4 separate regions of the Mus musculus genome follow, and all the other regions are linked to region 3. Evidence: chromatin contacts called from public promoter capture Hi-C data. All regions are on one chromosome and are shown on one strand. Each heading gives the region's core, a stretch centred on a gene start, on an enhancer-like site or on the middle of the called end of the contact. The rest is flanking DNA. Distances are from core to core; before and after follow the strand shown. Region 1 holds the start of Btbd7 (BTB (POZ) domain containing 7). Region 2 overlaps Ccdc88c (coiled-coil domain containing 88C). Region 3 holds the start of Atxn3 (ataxin 3). Region 4 has its middle 26 kb from the start of Ppp4r3a.

Region 1 (2,700 bases), core at 94-2,593, 920 kb after region 3:
AAAGGTGTTCCTGACTCCAAAATTCCAAGACCAGTCGAATCACAGCTGCTATGAAGAATGTACGGTTCATATAACTTCAAGTCTTTCTTCCAGACTTACAAAGAAGACAATGTGAGTAATGGGTGAGCCATAGACGCTACGCAGAGACAAAAGATAACGTCTGCTGGAAAAGCTAATTTATCTGCAAAAAACGCTTCTTCCTTGCTCCGTCACTGTAAGAAGCTTGAGCCGAGGGGCCAGTGCCCTGGGCCAGAGAACCGAGACTGCTCTGCAAATTCGGCCTACTCCAGAGTACTTATTATGTGTGCTGGTATGGGAGAGGCGCTGTGGTGGTTCAAAGCGGATACAACACTCCTCGGAGTTTCTCCGAAGACGGCGAGAAAGTTCTCACCCTGGAGTGTGAGCGAGAGCGAGAGTGTGAGTGCGTGGAAGGGAGAAACAGCAGAGCAGGAGGGAAGGTAGGCACGCCTTTCGCCAAGTCCTCCCGGGAGCTAAGCTAGCTTAGCCTCCGCGGCTCCAGCCGAAGCTCCGCTCCGTATTGTCTCCCCCACCTACCTGTCAAAGCTCAACGCCAGTCTCGGTCCTCCCAGAGCACTCACTCCGGGACGCTTTCACTTCGCCCGCGGGGAGTGGTCCTCCCCAGGCCTGCTCCCCCCTCCCCCCCAAGCTCCGGCCCTCCCCAGCGGCCTCACGCCCACCCCGCAGCCCGTAAACAGGAGTCCGCGCCGGGTGTGGGTTCCCGAGCGCAGGGTGCGGCGGGTCCCGCCCCTCGCAGCCCGGCGCTAGGGGCTCGTCCCGGCGGCCACCCGGGCGGGGGTGGGGGAGCCGCGCGCCCTCCGGCCCTGAGCGCCGCGCCTCGGTCACGGCCCGCTCGGCGGCGCGCTGTCCGGCCCGCCCCTCAGGGCGCGGGGACCGGGAGGCCCCCGTCCCGCGCCGCCGCCGGCGCGCTGGGCCCTAGACGGCCGAGCTGGCCAGCGCCTCGGCAACCCCGCGGCGTCCGGGCCTCGGCCGAGGCGCCACCACGCCCAACCACCGCCCCTGCCGGCAGCCGGACGTCCCGGGCCGCGCGGGGCCGGCGAGACGGCTCCTCAAGCCTCGGACACCGAGGGACACTCACCTCGGAGGCTCCTCCCGCCGCGACTGCTGCTGGGACCGCTGCCGTCGCCTCCGCCGCCGCCGCCCCCAGCGCCGTCGTCCGCACTGGCGCCAGCCCCCGCGGCCATTCTCCTCCAGCCGCCGCCGCCGCCCTCCCCTCTCCTGTCAGTGGCTTAGGCTCCGGGACCACTCCAGGTTCCCCCCGTCGCCATTTTGACTCCGACAGGGAGCAGGAGGGGCTCGCCTCGCGCGGCCCTGGCGCGCCTGCGCCGCTCTGCGGAGCCGGACGGCCCCGCCCGCCCCCGCTGTCGGCTCGCCCACGTCACGTGACCCGACGTCGGCGCGCCGGCTTGGGGAGGAGGGGCAGGCTAGGGAGGCGCGTTCCCAGGGGCTCAGGCCAAGAGGCGAGTGCGCGCGCATTCTTCTGGCTCTGCCTGCCCGAGGGAGGTGCGAAGGGGCGCGGGGTACTTGTTGCAGCATCCTGCACAGCTCCGGGAATTGTAGCTTGTTATTCTTTGTATCTAAATGGAATAATCATCGCTATGCAGGGGAAGGCCAGTTCCACTGTTTCGTTTCCTCTGGGCAGCCGCCACCCACCGGGTGTTGGCATAAAATGCTTGCCTCAAAAAGAACTGCGATCCGGAGGAAAATTCCTTCCTGGCCGACTTTGCGTTTCTGTGGCTTCTTTTTTGTTAAGAATTTCTAAAACTATTTTGTCTTCTTGGTACTTTTATATGTAGTACTTTGCTAGTTACCTAGTATTTGAGAAAAAAAAGATACTGAAAAGTTTCAGTAACAAAGAACTAGGCTGATGGAATTCACAGTGCCCCCCATGGGAGAGCCAGATCTCTTCCATAAACAGCCCTTGTTTGTGATTTTGCCATAATTACAGCGAGGCAGTAACAAAAACGGCTTACATTTATGGAGTGCCCTACAGTTTTCAAAACACAGTTAAATACATGGTTTCTGTCTGGATGCCAAAACTGCCCTTTGAGGTAGCTGGGACCCGCGTTATTATCACTGTTTTACAGCTAGGGAAGCGGGCAAGCCAAGCCAAGAATCCAGGCAGTGTCCTTCAGGAATTTGCGTTTTCCGTCTTTCCCTAGTCTTTCCTGTTACATTTCTTTTTTTGATAGTGTTAGATTAATTTTTTATGTGTATGAATGTTTTGCCTGAATGTATGTGCGCCACATGGGTGCCCACAGATCCCCTGAACTAGAGTCACAGATGGTGGTATAGTCACCATGTGGGTGCTGGGAATCGAGCCCAGGCCCTCTGCAAAAGCAACAGGTGCTTTAAATCACTGTTCCATGTTTTGGGCCTCTTTATGGTCATTTTAAAAAGGACTTCTGAATAAAAAGCTCCTGTCCTTAGTTCCTCAATAAATTAACTCGATTTAACCTAATCAATTAAAGATTTAACCAGCCCTTAACACTTATTTACTTTCTCAATGGATTGGGGTATGGGAGGGGAAAAGTATTTGTATTGAGACCCATATGTAGCCTAGGCTAAACTTTGGCTTGCTGAAATTGACCTTGAACTGTTCCTAGTTCCACCTAAAGCACTGGGATTACAAGGGTGTGTATCATCAGGCCCATCAATCCA
Region 2 (2,700 bases), core at 192-2,691, 980 kb before region 3:
AGGTGCTGTTCTCAAGAATCAAACAAGAGATCAAAATCCTGGTAAGAATGGGGGTTTTACAAACTGACTGTATTTGCTGTTTTTCTCAGTGCCGTGACAAAGTACTTAGAGAAAGCAACTTTACAAAAGATGCATGCAGGTCGTGGTCTGAAGGAATAGTCTCGTCATGGTGGGAAGCTGTGGTAACAAACAGTGAGGTGGCTGCCCATGCTGCATCTGCAGTCAGGAAGCAGAGAGATCAATGGTAGTACTCGCTGGCTTCTTCCTTTTCCTCTTTTTAATTCAGTCCCAGACTCGATCTGAAAATGTCCTCAGAAACACACGTGGATCCCAATCGAATCAAGTTAACAAATATTAACCATTAGCGCTTACATTTTTCTCTCTCCTCATTCAAAGAACTAAAGGTTTTTCCAATTTATAGTCAGCAAGATGCTTGTTGGTAAAAGTGCCTGTCACCAAGCCTAACAACTTGAGACTGATCCCCACCCCACCCCAACATGATGGAAAAGAGAGAACAGGCTACTGAGGGCCGTCATAGGATCTTACTTACACTGTGGTGTACATACACTCTCCCCCCCCCCCCACACACACAGAGTAAATGTAGTAAATAAAGAAAGAAATAGGATTAGAACAAATACAGGCCTGAATAATGAGACAAAGGCATAGGCAGGCTGGAGAAAGGGCCCAAGAACGGCTCAGCAGCCACATGGAGACTCTCAGCAGCCTTGTCACCCCATCCACCCCACTGTAGGACAGCAGGGGGGGCAGCTGGGGAGGACCCTTTCAGTTCTGAGGGGAGCAACCTAGCTATCAACAAGGTGGATGGTGACAGGTAGAGCCTGTACCCTTGCAGGGTTGCAGGAGGTGGCCTGTAGAACAAGCATGCCCACCCTGGTACCCACCCCAGTTAGCTGTGCAGGGCTGTTCCGCGTGGGCTGTGTGAGGGAGGCGTCCATGGATCCAGAACTTCAGGGTAAGGAGACATGGCCGCCTTGAAGCAGTCCTCCCAGTAGGCTGGATCCTGCACATCTCCAACCCCGAGCTCCTCCCACCTTGACACCCCTCTTCACCTCTACAGTCTGGATGGAGAATGCCCCCCAGAGGCCCATGTGCTGAAGGCCTGGTCCCACAGAAGAATAATAAAGAGATTTAACAGGAGGAACCTAACGGGAGGTCCACATTTTGCCCACTGAGGCACACCATGACCTTTGCTCTGTGGCCCTAATGTGAGTAGTTTTGCTCCAACATATGCTTCAAGGTCCCAAAGAACTGAATTATGTGTGTCAGCATCCCAACAACATGATCAGGCCATTCCCCTGTAAGAGGCGATCATCTCACGTTCTAGTGTTCTAGTTCTGTGACAGAAAGCAAGCATGACTTGCCTTCTCTGCTAAGGGCTCATCAAATCCCTGCCCAAATACTACCACTCTCCTCCTGCCTGGGTAAAATGAATCATCCCTCTGCACAGAGAAGCACGAGGGGGTGGCCTCCATTATGCCTTCTCCTCTATACACTGGGGACTTCTCTGTGGCTCCCGGCTCACTGGACCCACGAGTGACCATCTGAACAGCAAGGGCTGGGAAACAGGTTTGGGCTGAGCTCCTCCTGCAAGGCTCCAGCCAAGGGGCAGCCTGCTAGGAGGGAAAAAATATGCAAGGGCATTTGTGTCTCCTTGGAAGGGGCCAGAAAGCAGGCCTGTGGCTCCTTCAACCAGAACAGCAGACATGCCAGGGTCTTGCTTGTGGTCGAAGAGGACAGCTATGCACAGACTACTCTGAGCCCTCCAAATGCTACATCTGCTCCTGGAGACCTATGTTCAAGTGTCATATAAGGAACACTTGGGACCAACAGCCAGCCCCACTAACAGCTAGCCCCAAGAACTCCAGCTATACTCACAGACAGGTCCCTGCAAAGTACACACATGGGGTCGTAACCTCCACTGACCCCAGGAATCTAAACTGGTATTTAGCATGAGCAGAGCAATGGTGGCGGCCAGTACTGCTCAGGACCTACAGCCAAATACCCCAAAACCATGATGTCTGCATAATGTATGGATTTAAACATGTTTACTGACCTCCATGCCTCTGTACTTCTATGGCCCTTTCCCTTCCAGTTTAGCCAATGTAGATGAGATCAGCAGTTTATAAGTCTGTAAATAACTACCGCACTTGGATACAGGCCTTGGAAGAAAAAAAAAAAACCAAGCTCTCTTCCAGACTGTTCTATGATGCACTGCAGAAATTAATTTGCTAACACTCTGGCTTCTTGTCAGACAAATGTAGTCTTTTTGTGTGTGTGGCACAGTGACAGGCCTGGCAGCCGAGAGACCGAAAGTCTCTCCTCGTTTTACAGTTAGAGCTGATGTGAGCCCTTGCTCCTCACGAGGCTCCTGCAGAACGGTCTCACCAGTAAACCAAACAAATGGGCTCGATGGCTATGCAGCTGGCAAGATGGTGCGGCTCTCTCTGTGGGCCATCTCTGGCCTAAGGAAGACACAGCTGTTACTGAGCAGGGATTGAACCTCACCCGGATGACCTTTTTTATGTCTCCAAGTCCCTGGTTAAACAGCTGTAGGAAGCTGGGCTTAAAGGCGTAGCATATGGAGGGAAGGGAGCAGGCCTCCTGCACATAGGCTGTAGCACTAATGCCAGGCTCTGATGGAGGCACTGGGGTATAAGATAGACTGTTTGCTCAAAGGAG
Region 3 (2,700 bases), core at 90-2,589:
ATGAAGCAGTGTATACAGTGTTCAAAATATAACATGTTTAAAATGGGTCTTATTCCAAAACCTTTGGAAAATTAATTACAAATGAATGTGGGGAGGGGGCCGGGAGGGGGAGCTCACTCAGTCATAGCACGTGGCCATCATCCCAGCCAGCTCTCAGGAGGCAGAGACAGGACGATGGGAGTCTGGAGCCAACTTGGGCTACAAGAAATCCTGTCACAAACTAACTTGTTCCAGTTCCAAAACACTCAAAATGTCTTCTTAAGAGCACTTCATTTAACAACGTCCTTAGATTCACATCATTTTTGTCTTTTTGTTGTGCGTGGATTTTAAACACTATGAGTCAATGCTCCTTTACAAGTGATAAAAACAAAGGCCTTTGCTCCCAACGAAATAATAGTCTCAACTAGCAACCCTCTCCAAACCTAAAATGATTATGAAACATGGTTGTCCGAGAAACACCCAAATGACTTGATAATTGTATGCGAACATAGACCAGTTTCTCAAGATGTCACAGCAATACTTTTAAGCGTAGTCACTTAGGAATTAAGGTGAGGAAGAGACTAAGCCAAATCACACAGTAGAACGATTCTAATCTATCCATAATACCTAAAAACAAAGCTGGCCTCCTGGTCCGGAAAAATGGGAGAACAACCCAAACATCCCCGTAATAAAAACTCTTATGACGACTTCCCTCCGGGGTTTCCTACTTTACTTCCGAAGTGTCAGGCCCTTTAATGGGAAAGCCACGGTCACAACTGCAGAAAGACGTGGGATGGATAATCAAGATCTAAATGCATGGAGCATTCCATTATAGAACTGAGTTGAGAGAGAAAGTTGGATCTGCCAGAGGACAGGTTAGGGGGCGTGGGTGGAGTTGGGAAGGGTCCGCCAGGTGCTGAAAAGGCGACTCGCTAGACTAGACCCTAAGAGAGAAGAGAGAAGAAACCCGAAAAGGTGTGGCAAGTGGACAAGGAACGCCCGCGCTAATCCTCCGGGTGAAGCCCCCCGAAATGCCCAGGCTACCCGCCCGGTCTTCTAGGGCGAGGGTGCCGGGAACGCATGCGGGAGGCTTCACGAGCGGAGCCATGGGGAGAAGGCAGGAAGCACCCCTCACCCAGCCAGGTCGGGATGGGGGCGCTCGGGCCCCGCCTGAGTTCCTGAAGCGGCGTCGCTGCTCCCCACGCCCGCCGCCGAGCCGAGGACGGCTCCCCACCGAACGCCCACACTCACTTTCTCGTGGAAGATGGACTCCATGTTTATTTGTCTGGAGCCAACGGCCCCGGCGCGGAGCAGCCCCCTCCAGCAGCTCCGCCCCCGGCCCCACCCCTCAGCCCCGGTCCGCCCCGCCCTAGCCACGTGCCTCTCGCCAACCAATCACTACTGCGGGCGCACGTCACGAGGCACGCGAACCCGGGAGCACGGGACACGTGACCTGGGCGGCGTTGGTCCTCCCCGCGGCAAGCGTGATGCTGCGGCGCCGCCTGCTGTGCGGAGGAACTTCTCTACGCGGGACAATCTTGTGATTCTAGGGTTCTAGAAGAGAATCCTCGCAGCCAAGTTTTAGGTTCTTTTTTTTCTTTTTTTTTTTTTTTTCCATCTCCACCTTCTTTGGTCCTTTCTCCTCATCTTTATGTGAGCAACTCCTCTCCCACTGAAGACTTCATTCCAGAAGAGGCATTCTCCACATACCTAATATTTGTGTAAAAACTATAGCTAATGTTTAGTTAGGACTGACTTAGAATAGTCCAGTTGTAAGCGCAATTTAATACGGCATTTTTTGATGTGTGTGTGTCTTTTGTAATATTATACAAATAAAGAAATGTAGGTACGAAGAAATTAGCACAGCACACTGTCCAACATAGTTGGCTGTTGGAATGAATATCAGGTCCTGGGGTAAATACGCCATCTCTGAAGGAGGAAGCGTTGGTGAGGAAGTGAAAAATCCAGCAAAATATTGAGTGGCTCGCGCAGGGGATGGGGGTGGGGAGGGGGGGATTGACAAAGATTAAGCGTTGTATTGGGCGTTGTATCTTGTATGGTGGAACCATTTTAGGTTCTTCAATGTAGCAAAGGCCCAGTCTCCTAAAGGCTCATTGTACCTGAAGGTAAGGAAGGCATATGTTGTGTTGGAGGACAGCTGCTCTATGCCAGCCTGTAGCCAGGGTTACATAGGAGGACCCTGTCCACCACCTCCCTACCGGGAAAAAAAAAAAAAAAAAAAAAGCTACAGGCGGTTAAAGATTTTTAAAACTAGAGACATGGGGTCAAATTAGGATTTTAGAGGATCACTGGGGAACAATACTTGAAAGGCATTTGGGGAGAAATGAAGAGACTCTGGTGGTCAGGACTCCAGTAGTGATTTGAGAATGGAGAGAGACCACTTTGAAGCTTTAGGAAACAGAAGACTTTGATGAGGGACTGGGGTGGGATGGGGGTATTGTTAGGAAAGACTTGTGGGTTTCTGCTCTAGGTACCATGTAAAGCAGAAGTGATACTCCAACCAGAAATACTTTACAGAATGAGTAGGGTCTTGGGAAGAGAAGAAAAGGCTTTTAATTTAGAAAATACTGAGCTTAAATATCTCTGCAACTAAAGGTACTTATGATGGTTTGTATATTCTTGGACCAGGGAGTGGCACCATTTGGAAGTGTGGCCTTGTTGGAATAGGTATGACCTGGCTGGAGTAGGTGTGTCACGGTG
Region 4 (2,738 bases), core at 56-2,555, 850 kb before region 3:
TCCACATTACACACAGCTTATCTCCTAGGCTCAAGCCAGTTCCTCCCTACAACTGTTGTACTTGGTGGTCATCCTGCCTTACTGAGAGAGGTCTGTGCTACAACTAGGCTATACATTCACTGATAGCCTCTCCAGGCTTCTTTTCAGGGACTCTGACCCTGCCAATTAGTGTCAAACCTCAGCTTCTCTCATTCAAATCTGGGGCTTCTACTGCAACTGAGGCTGTACCCTTCAAAACTGGCCTCTCTTGGTCTCTGATAGTGCCAAACCTTAGCAGCTATCCATGTGGAAAGCCTTTTGGGGTGCTGCTTGGTAAGGAGTCTGACATTGGTCAAGGACAAGGAAATGGGCTTCAGACAGGAATCTGACAATAGCCATGACAAGGAAGTAAGCTCAGGCAGGAATCTGACATTAGGGCATGATAAGAAAGTAAGTTTCCAAAAGAGTCTAACTTTAGGCTATAAAAGAAGTAGGGTTCAGGCAAGATTTTGGGCTTGGACAAGGAAGTGTGCTCAAGTATTTTGGTCATTCTGACAAACCCTTGGAAACAACTGTCACAGGAGTAATCATGGGACTTCGCTTACTGCCTTGTTATTTCATCATTGTACAGCTTGCCCTTAATACTTGCATGTAATTAAAATGGTATAAAAAGCAGATTGGGAAAATTAAATTTGCTTTCAGTCTCAGAATTGACTGGGGTTCAGGCTACAATGTTGTCTAACTGCCTTTTTCATTTTAATCCTCAGTCCTAAGCTGGAGAACCCATTGACTGACTGGGCTTGGTCATATCCATGACTCCTTCATGCTTCAAAACCTGTACTACCTGAGAGACTCTTACATATTATCAAGTACAGTTGACAGCATGAGATGCAGCCTTGGTGCCACTGGCCAGGCCCAGTCAGCCCCCCTCAATCTGTGGGAATCAGGGCCTCGGACAGATGGGCATAGAGTCAGCGAAAATGGGGTGACAAACAGACGTGGACAAGAGAGAGTGTGTTGGATCTGAATGTAATGTCCAAACAAACACCAGACTTTTTTATACAGAAGAAAAACAAGAAAAGTCAGGTGAACACATCTGCCAAGTTACAGTGACACAAAACAAAAGGAATGCATACATCAAAAGATGATGGGGACCAGGCCGAGTTTATCACTTAAAATGGAGCCAGGTGAATGCTCTGATGTAATGCTAGTCTATTGTTAAACCCACCACCAGGGGTTCTTTAGTAAATACCTGATTAATGCTATTCCTCTGGGACTAGTGAAGAAACCTGCACCAGGGAAATTCCCTTCCACTAACTCTTTCATGAGACAACCCACCTATTTGCTAGGTCATTGTGTATTCCTGTGTTTGAGTTCTGAGTAATCACTATGCAGACTAGCCCAGAGCTTTTCTAGCTCTGTTCTTTGTAATGCCTAATTGGTTTCACTGTCTCTACTAGAAGTGAATTTGAATGTTATTGAATAGGTAACATTCTTACTGAATTCCAAGCTCATCATCAGCTTCAAGGATTTTCTAGGAACCATTGGAACACTGGTGGAGGCTTAGCTATGTCAAAAATCAATCCTTAAAGGCACTTATAATAAAACAATAGTGAAAGAGAGCACACAGATCCAAACACCAGACTAATGAGGGGATAGGGTTTGAGTATACGTGCTATGGGAATGCCAAGGTTCCAGGAGGCATAGTTTCCTTGAAACTCTTTGCCTTGTGAGTGCTTCCAGGCCTTTTAACCTGTCAAGCAGACTTCACTGGAGTGGGCGTAGCACCTTGGCTCCCATTTGGACCACAACACCTGTGTGCTGACCCTGAGGAAACATGTCCCAGGAGATTTTTACCTTAGGGATGCTGTTTTCATCTTAATCACAGATGATTCTTCATCCCCATCTGACAATATTTATTATCCCAGTAAAGCAAAAATTTTGCTTGTGTGGTTCTCTTGTTAACCACAGCCAATTCTTCAGCTCCAGCTAACCAGAAACACAGATTCTTAATTCAAAATATTAAACTGGCCCCAGTAGAGAGTGTTTAAGGAACTCTCAAACTTCCCTCTGAAACTTCACAAGCCAGATCTCCATCGCCTGCATCTCTCTCAGCACTCATCTTTGAAGTGCTCTTTGCTTTGAACAGTCCACTGAGTACTCAACAGATTTTCCAGCCCAAGTCCAAATGTCACCACAACATTTTCAAAACACATGGTCTGGTCTGTCACAGCAATACCCCATGGCTTTGACCCAATTTTTGTTTTAGGGTGTACATTGTCATGGTAAAACACTATCACCAGAAACAACTGAAAAAGAAAAGTGTTTATTTGGATTGCATAGCCTGTGTCACAATTCATAGAGGGAAGCAGAGGTGGAAACTGAAGCAGGGGAGGAATACGGCTTACTGGCTTGCTAATCCTGGCTTGCTCAATTTGCTTTTGTATACTACCCAGGACCACAAGCCCAGGAGTGCCAGTGTCTATAGTGATCCAGGCCCTCCCACATCAATCATCAATCAAGACAGTATCCCTAGAACCTTGCCTATAGGCCAGTCTTATGGGAGCATTTTCTCTATTAACTTTTCCTTTTTCTAGTTAGTCTAGCACAGTTTACTTCCTGATTCTCCAGCAGGAGAGAATGTTTCAATTCATAGTGAATGTTTCACTCAGAGGAAATTGCTACACAAGTGCCGTGGACCAGCCTCAGTTTGCCCCCCTCAATCCTCGGGAGAAATCAGAGTTCCGGTACAGGTGGGT

The links. Promoter capture Hi-C pulls out the DNA fragments that hold promoters and counts their contacts.
Region 1: a promoter capture Hi-C map of pre-B cells shows a contact between it and region 3. The contact joins the promoter of Btbd7 here to the promoter of Atxn3 in region 3. A contact is called at or near these places in 3 of 39 promoter capture datasets (cranial neural crest, liver and pre-B cells) and 1 of 484 Hi-C or Micro-C datasets (uterus).
Region 2: a promoter capture Hi-C map of hippocampal neurons shows a contact between it and region 3, with 2.1 times the contacts expected there. The contact joins the enhancer-like site here to the promoter of Atxn3 in region 3. A contact is called at or near these places in 6 of 39 promoter capture datasets (the 3T3-L1 cell line, 3T3-L1-derived adipocytes, hippocampal neurons and 2 more) and 2 of 115 datasets of contacts at active chromatin or transcription factors (astrocytes and thymic regulatory T cells).
Region 4: a promoter capture Hi-C map of stem cell-derived epiblast-like cells shows a contact between it and region 3, with 5 times the contacts expected there. The contact joins the enhancer-like site here to the promoter of Atxn3 in region 3. A contact is called at or near these places in 8 of 39 promoter capture datasets (3T3-L1-derived adipocytes, the HPC-7 cell line, cranial neural crest and 5 more), 1 of 15 datasets of contacts at CTCF or cohesin (pro-B cells), 4 of 484 Hi-C or Micro-C datasets (brown adipocytes, cardiomyocytes, cerebral cortex and 1 more), 6 of 115 datasets of contacts at active chromatin or transcription factors (astrocytes, embryonic limb bud, embryonic stem cells and 3 more) and 1 of 9 other capture datasets (adipose tissue).

The regions. Positions count from the first base shown.
Region 1 is chr12:102,877,099-102,879,798 of GRCm38.p6, forward strand. Btbd7 (BTB (POZ) domain containing 7) reads right to left here and starts at 1,344. Exons shown (of 11, transcript NM_001377026.1): 1 at 1,118-1,344.
Region 2 is chr12:100,978,375-100,981,074 of GRCm38.p6, forward strand. All of the region lies in intron 4 of Ccdc88c (coiled-coil domain containing 88C), which reads right to left. Among named protein-coding and RNA genes, the nearest start is that of Gm36756, 6.9 kb to the right of the region's middle. Within about 2 kb of position 1,442, at least 49 of the 459 cell types and tissues checked have an H3K27ac peak or open chromatin away from gene starts, as enhancers often do. A contact at or near this core is called in hippocampal neurons, where this site is marked.
Region 3 is chr12:101,956,904-101,959,603 of GRCm38.p6, forward strand. It overlaps Atxn3 (ataxin 3), which reads right to left and starts at 1,340. Exons shown (of 11, transcript NM_029705.3): 1 at 1,231-1,340. The coding sequence starts at 1,254.
Region 4 is chr12:101,108,661-101,111,398 of GRCm38.p6, forward strand. No RefSeq gene overlaps it. Among named protein-coding and RNA genes, the nearest start is that of Ppp4r3a, 26 kb to the left of the region's middle. Within about 2 kb of position 1,306, at least 4 of the 459 cell types and tissues checked have an H3K27ac peak or open chromatin away from gene starts, as enhancers often do. A contact at or near this core is called in stem cell-derived epiblast-like cells, where this site is marked.